Regions from separate parts of the Capra hircus genome. Here region 1 is linked to region 2. A link is a contact called in public Hi-C data. All regions are on one chromosome and are shown on one strand. Each heading gives the region's core, a stretch centred on a gene start, on an enhancer-like site or on the middle of the called end of the contact. The rest is flanking DNA. Distances are from core to core; before and after follow the strand shown. Region 1 has its middle 9.6 kb from the start of MYL3. Region 2 overlaps PTH1R (parathyroid hormone/parathyroid hormone-related peptide receptor).

What was found. Hi-C and Micro-C count contacts between places; a contact is called where the count stands out from the background.
Region 1: a Hi-C map of blood shows a contact between it and region 2, with 5 times the contacts expected there. The contact joins two enhancer-like sites. A contact is called at or near these places in 3 of 5 Hi-C or Micro-C datasets (all in blood).

What each region holds. Positions count from the first base shown.
Region 1 is chr22:52,677,459-52,680,774 of ARS1.2, reverse strand. No RefSeq gene overlaps it. Among named protein-coding and RNA genes, the nearest start is that of MYL3, 9.6 kb to the right of the region's middle. Within about 2 kb of position 1,479, at least 1 of the 5 cell types and tissues checked has an H3K27ac peak or open chromatin away from gene starts, as enhancers often do.
Region 2 is chr22:52,637,112-52,640,631 of ARS1.2, reverse strand. It overlaps PTH1R (parathyroid hormone/parathyroid hormone-related peptide receptor), which reads left to right. Exons shown (of 16, transcript XM_018066733.1): 4 at 935-1,037; 5 at 2,867-3,001. Among named protein-coding and RNA genes, the nearest start is that of PTH1R, 16 kb to the left of the region's middle. Within about 2 kb of position 1,916, at least 1 of the 5 cell types and tissues checked has an H3K27ac peak or open chromatin away from gene starts, as enhancers often do.

The DNA.
Region 1 (3,316 bases), core at 230-2,729, 41 kb before region 2:
CCTCTGGTTCTGCCTGGACCAGGACTGGAGTGATGAATACTCCTGCCACTGCACAGAGACCTCAGAGATAAGGCCTCGGACCAGATGGGGGAAGAAAGGCATAGAGAGACCCTAGACCACATTCCAGCCAAATGGGGCACATGACCTGGCACCTGAGATATGGAGGAGACCAGGCTGACCCAAAGGCAAGCCCTTTGCCACCCACCCATCCCTTCCCACCGGCCGCAGGGACACCGGCTGGACCACCCTGCTTGAAGAGGGAGCTGGGACCAGTGTTTATGCAACTGTGGGGAGGCCACAGCCTGGCAGGGAGTGCTGCCTGCCCAACACAAGCACTGACTCAGCAGAGCCCCCCAGCACGTACACACTCAGACATGCACACAAACAGACACACACACATACACAGAGGTAAACACACACGTGCATATGTGCAGACGCATGGGCACCTGCATTCATAGGTATGCGCCACACTCACAGACACAGTCGCAGACACAAGTAGGCAGGCACACTTGTGGATGCACACACACATGGACACAGGGACACACAGAAACGCACACGCGTGTCGCCCGGCCATGGCAGGTGGGAGGCTGCTGAGCGAGAAGCCTCACCCCCACAGCTGAGTTCCACCCTCCAGGCCTCCTCCACTGTGACACTCAGACCCACAGTCAGTGACCCAAACCCACACAGGGTCAGCACAGCCACATACAACAGGCAGAATGCCCCCAGAGTGGCACCACGGGCATGAGTGGGACGGAGACATTCCTAGTGGAGTAGAGCCCCAACAAGAGGGCACCGAACAGTCCCAAGCAGGGCTCAGCAGACACCATAGCCCCAACTCAGCCTCTGCCAGCCCCTGCAGCCTGTCCACTCTCTGTCCACCCTGGAAGACTGGTGGGTGGGAGCTGCAAAGCGTCCTGTAGAATGTGTGGGGTATTCCCTTCCACCTCCAGGACCAGCCAAGTAGGGTAGTAACTCCCAGGAATTAGGGGAGCCTACAGGACAGAGGGTGTGTTTGGGAGAAGACTTGGGGCCCTGCAGGAGCATCCTGGAAACCAGAGGAGAGGTGGGCTTTCTTGGGAGAGCAGAGCACACATCCCCTGAGATCCCGCACCCCTGGAAACTTGGAGGCAGGATGGCTTCCTGCCTGGGGATGGTGACAGCAGGTGTGATCCCTGCCGATGGGACTCAGCCCAGGGCGGGCATCCCTGGAAAGAAGAAACTGAACCACTCACCCAGGCGGCCCCTGGAGACCTTTGAAGGGAATCTTAGCTGTTCCTGGACTTGATGTCCGAGAGCAAGGTGGCTAGGACAGACAGGAGCTGGGGCCTGCCCAGAAGGATATCAGCCAATCAGGGGGCTCTCTTCCCTGACTGGGGCCAAAGGGAGACACTGCTGTCGTCTGTGGAGGTCCTCAACCATCCATTGGCCAGGGAGGCTAGCCAGAGTCCAGCAGAGTCACACGCGCATATGGACACCCCTACTAGAGCCTCTGTTTCCTGCCCCACCAGCCAGCCGCACTGTGCGCGATGGAAGGGCAGACCATGCTCCCCACCCCACACCAGATCCGGGGCTGGACTGGACTGTGTTTAGATAAGGAAAGGAAGAAGAAAGCCTCAAAATCTGCCCAAGGTGTGGCTGAGAGTGTTTTCAAAAATAACCTGGAATCTGATCGCTTTGCTCCATATCCACTGGACCAAGCGTGCCTCTTATCTCCCCTGGACCCTCCTACCTGGGGTCTCTGCTTCAGCTCCTGTCTGCCAGTCTGTTCTCCACACGGCAGCTGATAGAACATCTCCCCAGAGCGCACACCAAAGCCCTTCCCATGGCCCAAGGACCCTCCTTCGCATCCTGTCGCCGCCCCACCGCACTCTCTGCTCCTGTCTCCACTGGAATGTCTCTTCCCTCTGATGCCCTCATGGGTCCCTGGAGCAGACGCTGAAATAGTGCCCCACATGGATGTGCCAGCCTACCTCTGGGGCACCACCCCAAGCAGCAAAGGTGGGAGCTGGTGAATAAGTGGTCTGGTTCCCTCATCCCCTCAGTGGGACAACACCACCATCTCCTGGAGGTCCCCACCAGGGCTGAACCCCCAGGATGATCTGCTCTCATATGCCCAGGGGAATTCCTTCCCTGCCCAGATGCTTTCTCCTGCTCCCTGAGGCTACCTCCCAGGAACACTACTTGCATTCAAGTCCTTGTCTCACCCCTGCTGCTAGGAAAGCCCAGCCTAAGACAACACCATCTCGCCTCTCTTGTTTTTCTTTTCTTTTTTTTTAAATTTTATTATTATTTTTAAAAATTTATTTATTTTAGTTGGAGGCTAATTACTTTACAATATTGTAGTGGGTTTTGCCATACATTGATATGAAACAGCCATGGGTCTTGTTTTTCTTATCTTCCACAACTCTTCCCCATCCCTCCCTCCCTGCAACCCCTGGCAACCTCTGTCTGTATGAATTCTAGAAACCTCCTTGGAGTGGGATCGTGCTGTAATTGTCCTTCTGTGTCTGGCTTCTTTTACTTCGCATACTATACTCAAAGTTCATCCACATTGTGGCGTGTGTCAGAATTTCCTTCATTTTTAAGTGAGAATAATATTCCATTGTATGTATTGACCAACCACACTTTGTTTATGCATTCATCTGTTGATGGCCGCTTGGGTTGTTTCCACTTCTCAGCTATTGTGAATAGTGCTGCTGTGAATATGAGTTTACAAATACCTCTTCAAGTCCCTGCTTTCAATTCTTTTGGCTATATACCCAGAAGTGGAATTTCTGGGTCGTATGATAATTATGTTTTTAATTTTTTGAAGACTGCATACTTTTTCCACAGCAGCTGCACCAGTTTATATTCCCACCCAGAGTGCCCAAGGATTCCAATTTCTCTCCCTTCTTGCCAACACTTGTTACTTTCTGTTTTCTGGATAATAAGCATCCTAATGGGTGTGAGGCAGTGTCTCATCGTGGTTTTGATTTGCATATCCTAAAGCTATGATTTGCATATCCTAAAGTTATGACCAACCTAGTAGCATATTAAAAAGCAGAGACATTACTTTGCCGACTAAGGTCCGTCTAGTCAAGGCTATGGTTTTTCCAGTAGTCATGTGTGGATGTGAGAGTTGGACTGTGAAGAAAGCTGAGCGCCGAAGAATTGATGCTTTTGAACTGTGGTGTTGGAGAAGACTCTTGAGAGTCCCTTGGACTGCAAGGAGATCCAACCAGTCCATTCTAAAGGAGATCAGCCCTGGGTGTTCATTGGATGCTAAAGCTGAAACTCCACTACTTTGGCCACCTCATGTGAAGAGTTGACTCATTGG
Region 2 (3,520 bases), core at 667-3,166:
CGGGGCAGGATGCTGCCTTTAACCTCTGACTCCCAACCCTAAGTCAGGGAAACAGAGGCTCAGAGTGAGTCCCGCCCCCACTCTCCCCTGCCATGATGTTCCTGTTTCCGTCCTTAAAATACTGCCAGTGAACCTAGCGGGTGGCAGCCAGTACCGAGGGTGTGCAGTGTTGGAAGGAAAGGAAGGAAGGACATCCCGGGCAGAGGGGAGAGCAGGAACCAAGGTCTGTCCACATCACCAGAACACAGGGCCTACAGGGATGGAGGAAAGCTTCCAGATAAGCGATGGATGTGGGTGACTCCCACCCACAGCCTGCACGCGAGTGCCCCGCCCAACCCAGACCACTTGCCAGCAGTTTCTCCATCCCCTCCCTCCTGGGACCTCAAGGGTGGGAGGGGCCGAGGCACTCGCCATTCATGCCATTCACCCATTCACGGGGAAAGCACTGACTGGGGAGAGGGCCAGGATGGAAATCGGTGACTCCCAGGGGCACTAGGACTTGCAGGAATCCAGGCCCCCCATTTGTTTCCCCAGAGTTCGCCACCCTTACCCACCCCCTCCCTACCCAGGGTTCCGGTGAGCATCCATCCTAGGACATTCCATCCCTTTCCCACGCCCCCTTGGGGAACAGACTGGACAGCGACTATCAGAAGCTGCTTTCTGTGGGGTTACTATCGGCCAAGTCAGGGACAGCCCCCCTTCCTTCCCCTTTTTTCCCTCTGGTAGGTCAGGCAGGTCAGGCCGTTCCCCTCGAAGCCAAGGCTGCCTGTCTGTAAAATGGAGCTACATCAGGTGGATTTCCCACATTCGTGTGTGTGTGTGTGTGTGTGTGTGTGTGTGTGTTGGGGGGCATCCCTCAAAGAGGCTGGGATAGTTGTGGCGTCCAGCACTCGGTGGGGAAGTATTGCCTGCAATCTGACCTTCTGCTCGGTAGGTGGATGCAGATGACGTCATGACCAAAGAGGAGCAGATCTTCCTGCTGCACCGCGCCCAGGCCCAATGTGAGAAGCGGCTCAAAGAAGTCCTGCAGAGGCCAGGTGGGGGCGGGGCCGAAGGAGGGTCTAGGGGGGCAAGGGCAGGAGACACAGAGGGGCCAGAAGAAGGTGGGAGCCCAGGAGGCAAAGGCAGGTGGCACCAAGGGAGGGCGGGCCCAGGTAAAGGGGGCCAGGCCACAGTGAGGACCAAAAGTGGGGTGAGTCAGGTGAGTTGAAAGTTAGCAGGTTCAGAGATGCCCTGAGCCTCCCCTCCCAGGGCTGGGATAGGAGGGCATGAAGGCAGCTTCAGTCCGAGTCATCTCTGATGCGTAGATGTGGTGAGGCCCGCCAGGAGCAGGAGCACCAGAGTGGGCCGGGACTGCCTCCTAGAGGAGGAAGCAGTACCCAGTGCCATCCAGAAGCGTGAATACGTCTTTGAAAGAGGCCCCTGGGCACAGGGCAAGGCAGGGTGTCCAGGCTCAGAATGGGGCTGGAAGGGAAGGAGAATAGAGGAATACGGATGGGTATCCATGTCGGTCATGGTCATTGCCCAGTAGAAGGCTCCTGAAGGGATAAGAACGCTCCCTCCTACCAACACAGCATCTCCAGGGAACCCTGGCCACGGTCAAGCTGGGAGGGGCAGTCACCTGACCTCACAGCTCCCACCCCAGTCTCAAGCTGGTCTCTTCCTTGAGTCCATTTCCTGGAAGCGGAAATGGGGCTTGATGAGCAACCAGCGCAGCCTCTGACTTCTATTTGATTAATCCCCTCGACCTGGAAGAGATCCAGACCCCACCTGAGTGGTGGGCACTGGCCTCCCTGCGCTGGCCCTCAGACCCCTGGGAGAGGGTGGTGATGTACACCCCAGACGCAAGCGCACAGTGACATCCCCTGGAGCCCACAGCCCCTGCTCCCACTCACAGGGACTCACATGGTCTCTGCTGTCAGAGCCCTGCCCACACTGGCCCCACAAGTGGCTCCCTGGTCCCCCGCCCCAGTCACAGCAGGGGCTGGGAGGGTCTGAACCCAGCCCTCTTTCTGGTTGTGGAAGCCTGGAGGCATCTCCCTCTGCTGTCTCTGTTCAACCATGGAGGCCTTCCCTTCTCACTCCATCACATCTTGCTACCCCCACCCTACTAATGCCCTCAGGTTCAGGTGGGAAAATGGGCACAGCCATTCTGTTTCAGCCCAGGGTGTCTGCAATTAGCATCCCATTGTTGTCACAAAACCCAACATGGGAGGGCCAGGAGGCTGCAGTGAAGGTCACATGAGGAAGACTTTTCAGCGAGGAAGAGAGACCTCAGACTTCTAAGAGAGGGAAAGGCCGGGTTCCATCTGAGATGGAGAGGCTCCAGGGTCCCTTGTGGAAGCTGGGAACCCCTTATTCAGGCATCCCAGGGCAGGGGATGGGGTAGGTGGGCTCATTGGCCCTCTCCTGACAACTGCACACTCTTGCTCCTGTCTTTCATACCACCAACTTCTAGACCTACAGGGGTGCTCTGGCCAGACTTCATTTTTGCTCTCTAACCTCTCTGCTGACATAACCACCACGGTCTGCTTTTGCCATACGCCCCCTGGTGGGCTTTGGCTACAACTGCTGAATCAGACACTTCTGCCCGCATTTACTGCTCAAACCGCTAGTTGATCCCACACCTGAATGGCGTTCGCTCCTCTTTGAGCCCCTTGTTGACAGTCTGCATGCCTCCTGATTTCTTCTGTACCTGGCAAGCACTTTGCTGTTTGTAAAGCACATCTCTACCTGTCGTCAGGCTGGGTGTCAGCAGGGCAGGGGACAACCCTCACTGTGTGGAGGGGGAGTCTCCGGGGCAGGAGGGGACCCTGGGTCTCCTGCATAGCACTGTTGACAGCCATAACTGCCCTGATTTCTCCAGCCGACATAATGGAATCAGACAAAGGATGGGCATCTGCGTCCACATCAGGGAAGCCCAAAAAAGAGAAGGCATCTGGGAAGCTCGACCCTGAGTCTGAGGAGGACAAGGAGGTGCCTACTGGCAGCAGGCCCCAAGGTACATCTGTGCTTCGATGCAACCATCTGAGACCAACTCGGACCCACTTGCCCCATGGCTCTGCCACTTCCATGTGACGTCACGCTCCTCGGCTCTTGGAGGAAGGGAGGTGCTGGGAGGAGATGGAGTGGAGGGGGCAGGCAAGCTGGATGGACTTGGACCCCCAGAGGTGGGCAAAGAACTTGACCCACACACCTCAGGGGTAGACCCTGGGTTATGGCCCCTCCCATGGAGAGAAATGACAGAGAATCTGGGAAAGAGAGGAGCAGGGAGAGGCTGGGAGAGACATGGAGACAGAAATAGAGAGGCAGAGGGAGACATAGGGGGCCAAGAGGCACCGGGACGGGGACTCAATATGTCAGAGGAGGTGCATCAAGACACATAGTGGGGTGGTAAGGAGAGGAGGGGCAGGACAGGAAGGTGGCTGTGAAGGGGTGGGGCCAGACAGGGGGAGGAGGAGGAGGGCAGAAGAGAAGAGAGGGAGGGATATGCGGGCTGCATTGTCCCTGGGGGAGGTAA